Linked DNA regions of Hordeum vulgare: region 2 is linked to region 1. A link is a contact called in public Hi-C data. All regions are on one chromosome and are shown on one strand. The core of a region is the stretch at or near the end of the contact, and the rest is flanking DNA. Distances in the headings are between cores, read along the strand shown.

Region 1 (2,900 bases), core at 125-2,624:
AGAATTCTGAAATGAAGTAAGAGGCTGATAAGCTGCACCTGGATGTTGGTTTGCCCCTCCTTGCTGTGCAGAACAACTATTTGTTGCTTGTGGGTAGTTATAGTAATAATTTGCATATTCTGCAGGATTGTAGCCCTGCTGAAGTGAACTTGCGTAAGGCACATGAGAATGACTTGCATTTGTCAAGCCCATAGTCGACTGTACAGCAGGAGGTGCACTGCTTGCCACATTTTGATTATCTCCTGAAACAGATACATCCCTCTGTGGGTCATAGTATACTGCATCTTGGCTTTGATTGGCTACTGGATAGTTCCACGAAGCTGCTGCTGCTGCTGCCCCAGTTGAAGAGGACCATGAATGATCCCCAGAAACAAAAGGCGGGTAAGCAGGCTGGTTTGTCTGGCCCGTGCCGCTAACCTGCCATTAGCAAAGGAAAATCATCATCATCATTCTGATAGATTCAAAAGGGTCATCCTCAGTGTGGCGCTAATCATCTATAAAGGCCAGTTCAGTTTGCAGGGGGTATAAAATGTTTTAGTTCTGCATCGCAGCATTAGTGAAATTCGTAAACGCTAGAATGGTCTACTAGGCTTCCATAAGATTCAGTAGTACCGCACTACGACGCCCTTATAAACTGCAGCAGGGGCGTAGAATATTATCGTATCTCACACCTAAGATAATGGGGGAAATTGCAACGAAACACGACAAAACAACACTCGCATGAATTACTCAGTCAGCTAAGAACTCTAATTTCCCAAGCACATGCCCAGGTTAGCTCGAGTACTAAAACTACACCTTATGCCCGGAATCAACTGCACAGCGTATCATCACAAGGCTGAACCCCCAACAACTGCAGTGAATACCACAGCTTAATAATAATTACGAATTGGTTACCTCCCGATTACGCCGGACCAATAACAAACATTTTTTCCTGAAAATAATAAAATAAAAATCAACAGGCGAGTCACGTGGCGTACCTCGACGCGCGCGGCGTCGGATCCAGCGGCCGGCGCAGCTCCGTGGCTGGCCATCGTCCCCGAGCCCGAACCCTAGCGGCGACAAGGCCGGCCGATTCGGCCCAACCGGAGACGACGAGTGGGTGGGTGGGTGGGGGAAATCGGCGGCGGACGAATCGAATTCGGAAGAAAAAAAAACACACGGGGAGATCGGGTCAACGGGTTGGTTCGGCGGGGCGGATTCAGGAGGAAATCGAGTGGTCCGGATTCAGGGGAGATTTTCCGGGGGCGGAGGCGGCGATGCAGAAAGCGAGGGTGGGAGAGGGGTGAGGGTGCGGAAAGCGAGATGCGGGAGAAAGGAGCAGCCCCTTTTCGGATGCGTTGCGTTGCGGCTTGGTTGGGTGTCGTCGTAACGAGTTCGTCGGAGACAGAAGGGAGCGTGCCGGAGACGGAATGAATAACTACCGCGGCGCTTGCGTTGCGTGTACGGGCCGTGGGCCTTGGATGGGCCCGCAGACTGTTCTATTTGAGCCCAGCTACTATTAGCAACCTGGCCTTTTTCGTTGAAAAAAAAAAACAGATCTCCAGGGATTCAGACTTTCAGAGAGCTGTGGGGGGATTCAGAGAGCGGTAGGAGTAAATCACAACATCTCAACGAACTCGGAGCATTTGCTCGCACGGGCAGGAAGACGGTACATTCGATTCCACAACTGGGCTCATGGAGCTACGGGCTCACTAGAGGAATTGTGCGATGGGCTAATGGGAGAACAGGTAGTAACATTGCTCCGGATACGACTGCTACTGAACAAAAGACATGGCTGTTTCTTCGCGCCTGCGGCCACGGCGGGGCAGAGTTGTTGGCCGACGGCGGTGCGGACTGCGGACGGCGAGGAGGCGACGGGCTGCGGGCGCAGATGGACGCCTAGGCCTAGCCGCCGAATCCGTAGAGGGTGCGTCCCTGGCGCTTGAGCGCGTAGACGACGTCCATGGCGGTGACGGTCTTGCGGCGGGCGTGCTCGGTGTAGGTGACGGCGTCGCGGATGACGTTCTCGAGGAAGATCTTGAGGACGCCGCGGGTCTCCTCGTAGATGAGCCCCGAGATGCGCTTCACGCCGCCCCTCCTCGCCAGGCGACGGATGGCCGGCTTGGTGATGCCCTGGATGTTGTCGCGCAGCACCTTCCGGTGGCGCTTGGCGCCGCCCTTGCCGAGACCCTTGCCTCCCTTGCCGCGCCCGGACATGGCTGACGATCTCTCCCTGGTTCCAGCTGCGAGCGGGTGTGGAACTGGGACGAGCGGCGGTGGTGGCGTGATTTGGGGGAAGCGGGGACGGGGGGTTAAAAGGGGCGGGAGGAAGGCGCGGACCGCGGAATTGGGAAGGTCGAGACCGCGATCCGGGCATGGTTGCCGCGGATCAGTGACGTGCCCGGTAGATTGGCGGGGTGCATCTGAAATTTCGTTCCGTGAGGCGCGCCAGCTTGAAACTTTTTGGCCACCGGCGCCATGTTTGTGCGTTTCCGTCGTGCAGGTGCGCGCAACGGCGCCAGCAAGAAATGGCAACGGAGCGACTTGCTCTTAGCAGCAGATTGTCCCCTCCGTATCAAATACTAAAAGATACAGAAAAATTTGCTATCCATGATGATAGGTACACATGGACCAAATTTATATCTCTAATTATTTTAGTAAATTATTTTGTACTATAAAATATAATTCTATAGTCAAAATATCATGACTTTAAACCAGTCGAGCTAGCAAACAGGCAATCATGCCAAAAAGGCAAGCAAAAAGACCGAAAGAAGTGAGAACCGTCATTTCTACACAACGAAAAGTCACTTGTGTCAAAAAGATAAATAAAAAAGACAAAATTAAGTGGGTGAAGGTAATTTCTATACAACAAACATGCACTTGTGTCAATGCCATGAAATCCCGACACTCAGGGACGGAGC
Region 2 (2,700 bases), core at 146-2,645, 67 kb before region 1:
CTTCATGTCTTTCATTACCCACATCTCTATGTACTCATGCCCGCTTAACAAACTCAAACGGGTTGACATCATCATCTGCATCACAATCAGGATAGACAACTTGAATAGGAATATGTGCTTCCTCTCCTCTTCCAAACTCTCCTTCTGCGTGAACTTCTCCATGCTCTGCTTCTGCCTCACCTTCTCCGTGCTCTGCTTCTGCATTCTCTCCATTGCTATGCACTCTCCTTGTTGGGCTGAAAACTTGAGGCAAACTAGCTCTTGGATGATTCACAACATCATCCTCGCTAAGGTTAGCTCTGAAGCTATCATCATGATCCAAATAAAGACTGAAAAAGTGGTGTCCAATATCAACAAACATGAGCATTTTGCCAGCCCGTTCATCATCAGCTATTGCCCTGAGACCATTTGTGCTAAGTGTAAGGATAGGGACACAATAAAAAACCTTAAGCCTCCCTGCCATCTCATAACCTATTTCTTCCACAAGATTTTCAATCATTATAGGTGACCAGGTGACCCTTTCCACTTGATCATACAAAATGGCACGACCATTCACATAAGAACGGTTCTTGCCATGGCCAAGAAAAAACCCACCATGGTTGATCTCCATCGGAAAATTGCTGCTTCGACGACCTCAGACAACAACAAAAGCACTACATGCATCACAATCTCTTTATTTAACTCTAAAAAAGCCTAAGCCCCAATTCCCTTAACCCCTAAATTCTGACTAAAAACCCTAGAACAACCGGTCCAATCTTGCAACTACAACACATCTTAGATGAAAATGCGGTCCTAAAAGGAGGTTCTTTGACGACCAAAACGCACAAACCTTACGAGAAGAACAGGGGCAGATACTTACTGTAGACACGGGGTGACGCCCCTTCTGCACCACGAACACGGGCCATCGCCGACGCCTCACACAAGAAGAACACGCGCGGCGGCGCCACCTATGCATTCGCGGAGGACATCCGCGCCTCAGCTTGCGTGCACCGTCGACGATCGTTGGGGGCGGCGTCGCTTATGGAGCCGCTCCCCTATTTCCAATCGAACACGAAGAGGCGACGTGAGTGGAGCAGGGATGAATGGGTGGATTCCATGATGGTCACGGGGCTCGACGCAAAAAAAACGACGACCACGCCTCCGCGGTTCGCCACCTGGCCTCGAGCCGGTCAACACGTGTTCAACCGCGTTGTACCCACCGTATATGTGCTACAGTGACCGTATTTTTTCGTTAAATCGTATCCGATGACCGTAATGAACGTATTGCTAGGCTCAGTAACCGTATTGTACTTTTGTGTAACTATAGAGACCATGAGTGTATTTTTTTTCCTGACAGCCCTTTCACACCCCGAAGTGTACAAAAACGGGAGTGGAAACTTTCCCGTCGCACCGTCTGCTAGGACTGCACAAGTCAACCTCCTACCGAACAGTCACCAATCGCGAGGCACATCCGAGCCCCGCTCTTCCGCCACATAAGACGGCCGTGCTCCACCCACCGCCCACGCGCACACCGACACACTCCCACGCGCTCCGCCCCGCACAGGCGACAGATCTCGCCATGGCCACCGCCGGAGCTCGCCTCCTGCTGCTGCTGCTCGCCGCCGCGGGGTCCCTCCTCCTCGCCTCCCCCGCCGCGGCGGAGATCAGGGCGGAGTCCTTCCGGGAGGACCCGCGCCACACCATCCTGTTCGAGAAGTTCGGCTTCTCCAAGACCGGCGCGGTCCGCATCATCCTCTCCGGCGCCGCCGTCTCCTCCTCCTTCGCGCGGGCGGACCCCAAGCAGATCGGGTTCTTCCTCCTCGCCGACGAGTCCCTCCTGCAGGCCGCCTCCGAGCCGCGGGCGCCGGCGGAGAAGCGCGCGGCGGAGCCGGAGGACCCCAGCGGCGCCGACGAGCCCGACCTCTCCGGGTGCGTCCTCTCCAGCCCCTACGTCAAGAAGCTCTTCACCTTCCACGACATGGAGGGCGGGCACTACAACAAGTCCTTCCCGGTCACCCACCCCGACGAGTACAGCCTCTACTTCGCCAACTGCGCGCCGGAGTCGCTCGTCTCCATGAACGTCCGCACCGAGATGTACAACGCCAACCCGGACGGCTCCAAGGACTACCTCCCCGTCGGCCAGGCGCCCGTCCCGGCCATCTACGGCTTCTTCGCCTTCGGCTACGCCGCGTTCCTCGCCGGATGGGCCTACCTCACGCTCTCCCGCGACCGCGTGGCGGCCAACCAAATCCACCACCTCATGTCCGCGCTCCTCGTCGCGCGCCTGCTCTACTGCCTCTCGGCCGCCGAGGACCAGCACTACATCCGCGTCACCGGGACGCCGCACGGCTGGGACGTGGCCTTCTACCTCTTCCAGCTCATCAAGGGCGTCATCCTCTTCGCGGTCATCGTGCTGGTCGGCACGGGGTGGTCCTTCCTCAGGCCATTCCTGCAGGACCGGGAGAAGAAGGTGCTCATGGTGGTGATCCCGCTGCAGGTCATGGCCAACATCGCCGACGCGGTCATTGGGGAGACCGGGCCGTTCATGCAGAGCTGGGTGACATGGAACCAGATCTTGCTGTTCGTCGACGTCGCCTGCTGCTGCGCGGTGCTCTTCCCGGTCGTCTGGTCCATGCGGTCGCTCCGGGAGACGTCCAAGACCGACGGCAAGGCGGCGCGGAACCTGTCCAAGCTCACTCTGTTCCGGCAGTTCTACACCGT

What was found. Hi-C and Micro-C count contacts between places; a contact is called where the count stands out from the background.
Region 2: a contact with region 1 is called in a Hi-C map of seedling, with 2.3 times the contacts expected there. The contact joins the promoter of LOC123445301 here to the promoter of LOC123445262 in region 1. A contact is called at or near these places in 1 of 6 Hi-C or Micro-C datasets (seedling) and 1 of 1 datasets of contacts at active chromatin or transcription factors (embryo).

What each region holds. Positions count from the first base shown.
Region 1 is chr1H:460,559,522-460,562,421 of MorexV3_pseudomolecules_assembly, reverse strand. It overlaps LOC123445262 (SAC3 family protein A), which reads right to left and starts at 1,374. Exons shown (of 14, transcript XM_045122236.1): 1 at 978-1,374; 2 at 1-417. The coding sequence starts at 1,031. It overlaps LOC123445279 (histone H4), which reads right to left and starts at 2,260. Exons shown (of 1, transcript XM_045122246.1): 1 at 1,637-2,260. The coding sequence starts at 2,196. The coding sequence ends at 1,885.
Region 2 is chr1H:460,626,352-460,629,051 of MorexV3_pseudomolecules_assembly, reverse strand. It overlaps LOC123445301 (protein CANDIDATE G-PROTEIN COUPLED RECEPTOR 7-like), which reads left to right and starts at 1,395. Exons shown (of 1, transcript XM_045122265.1): 1 at 1,395-2,700. The coding sequence starts at 1,559.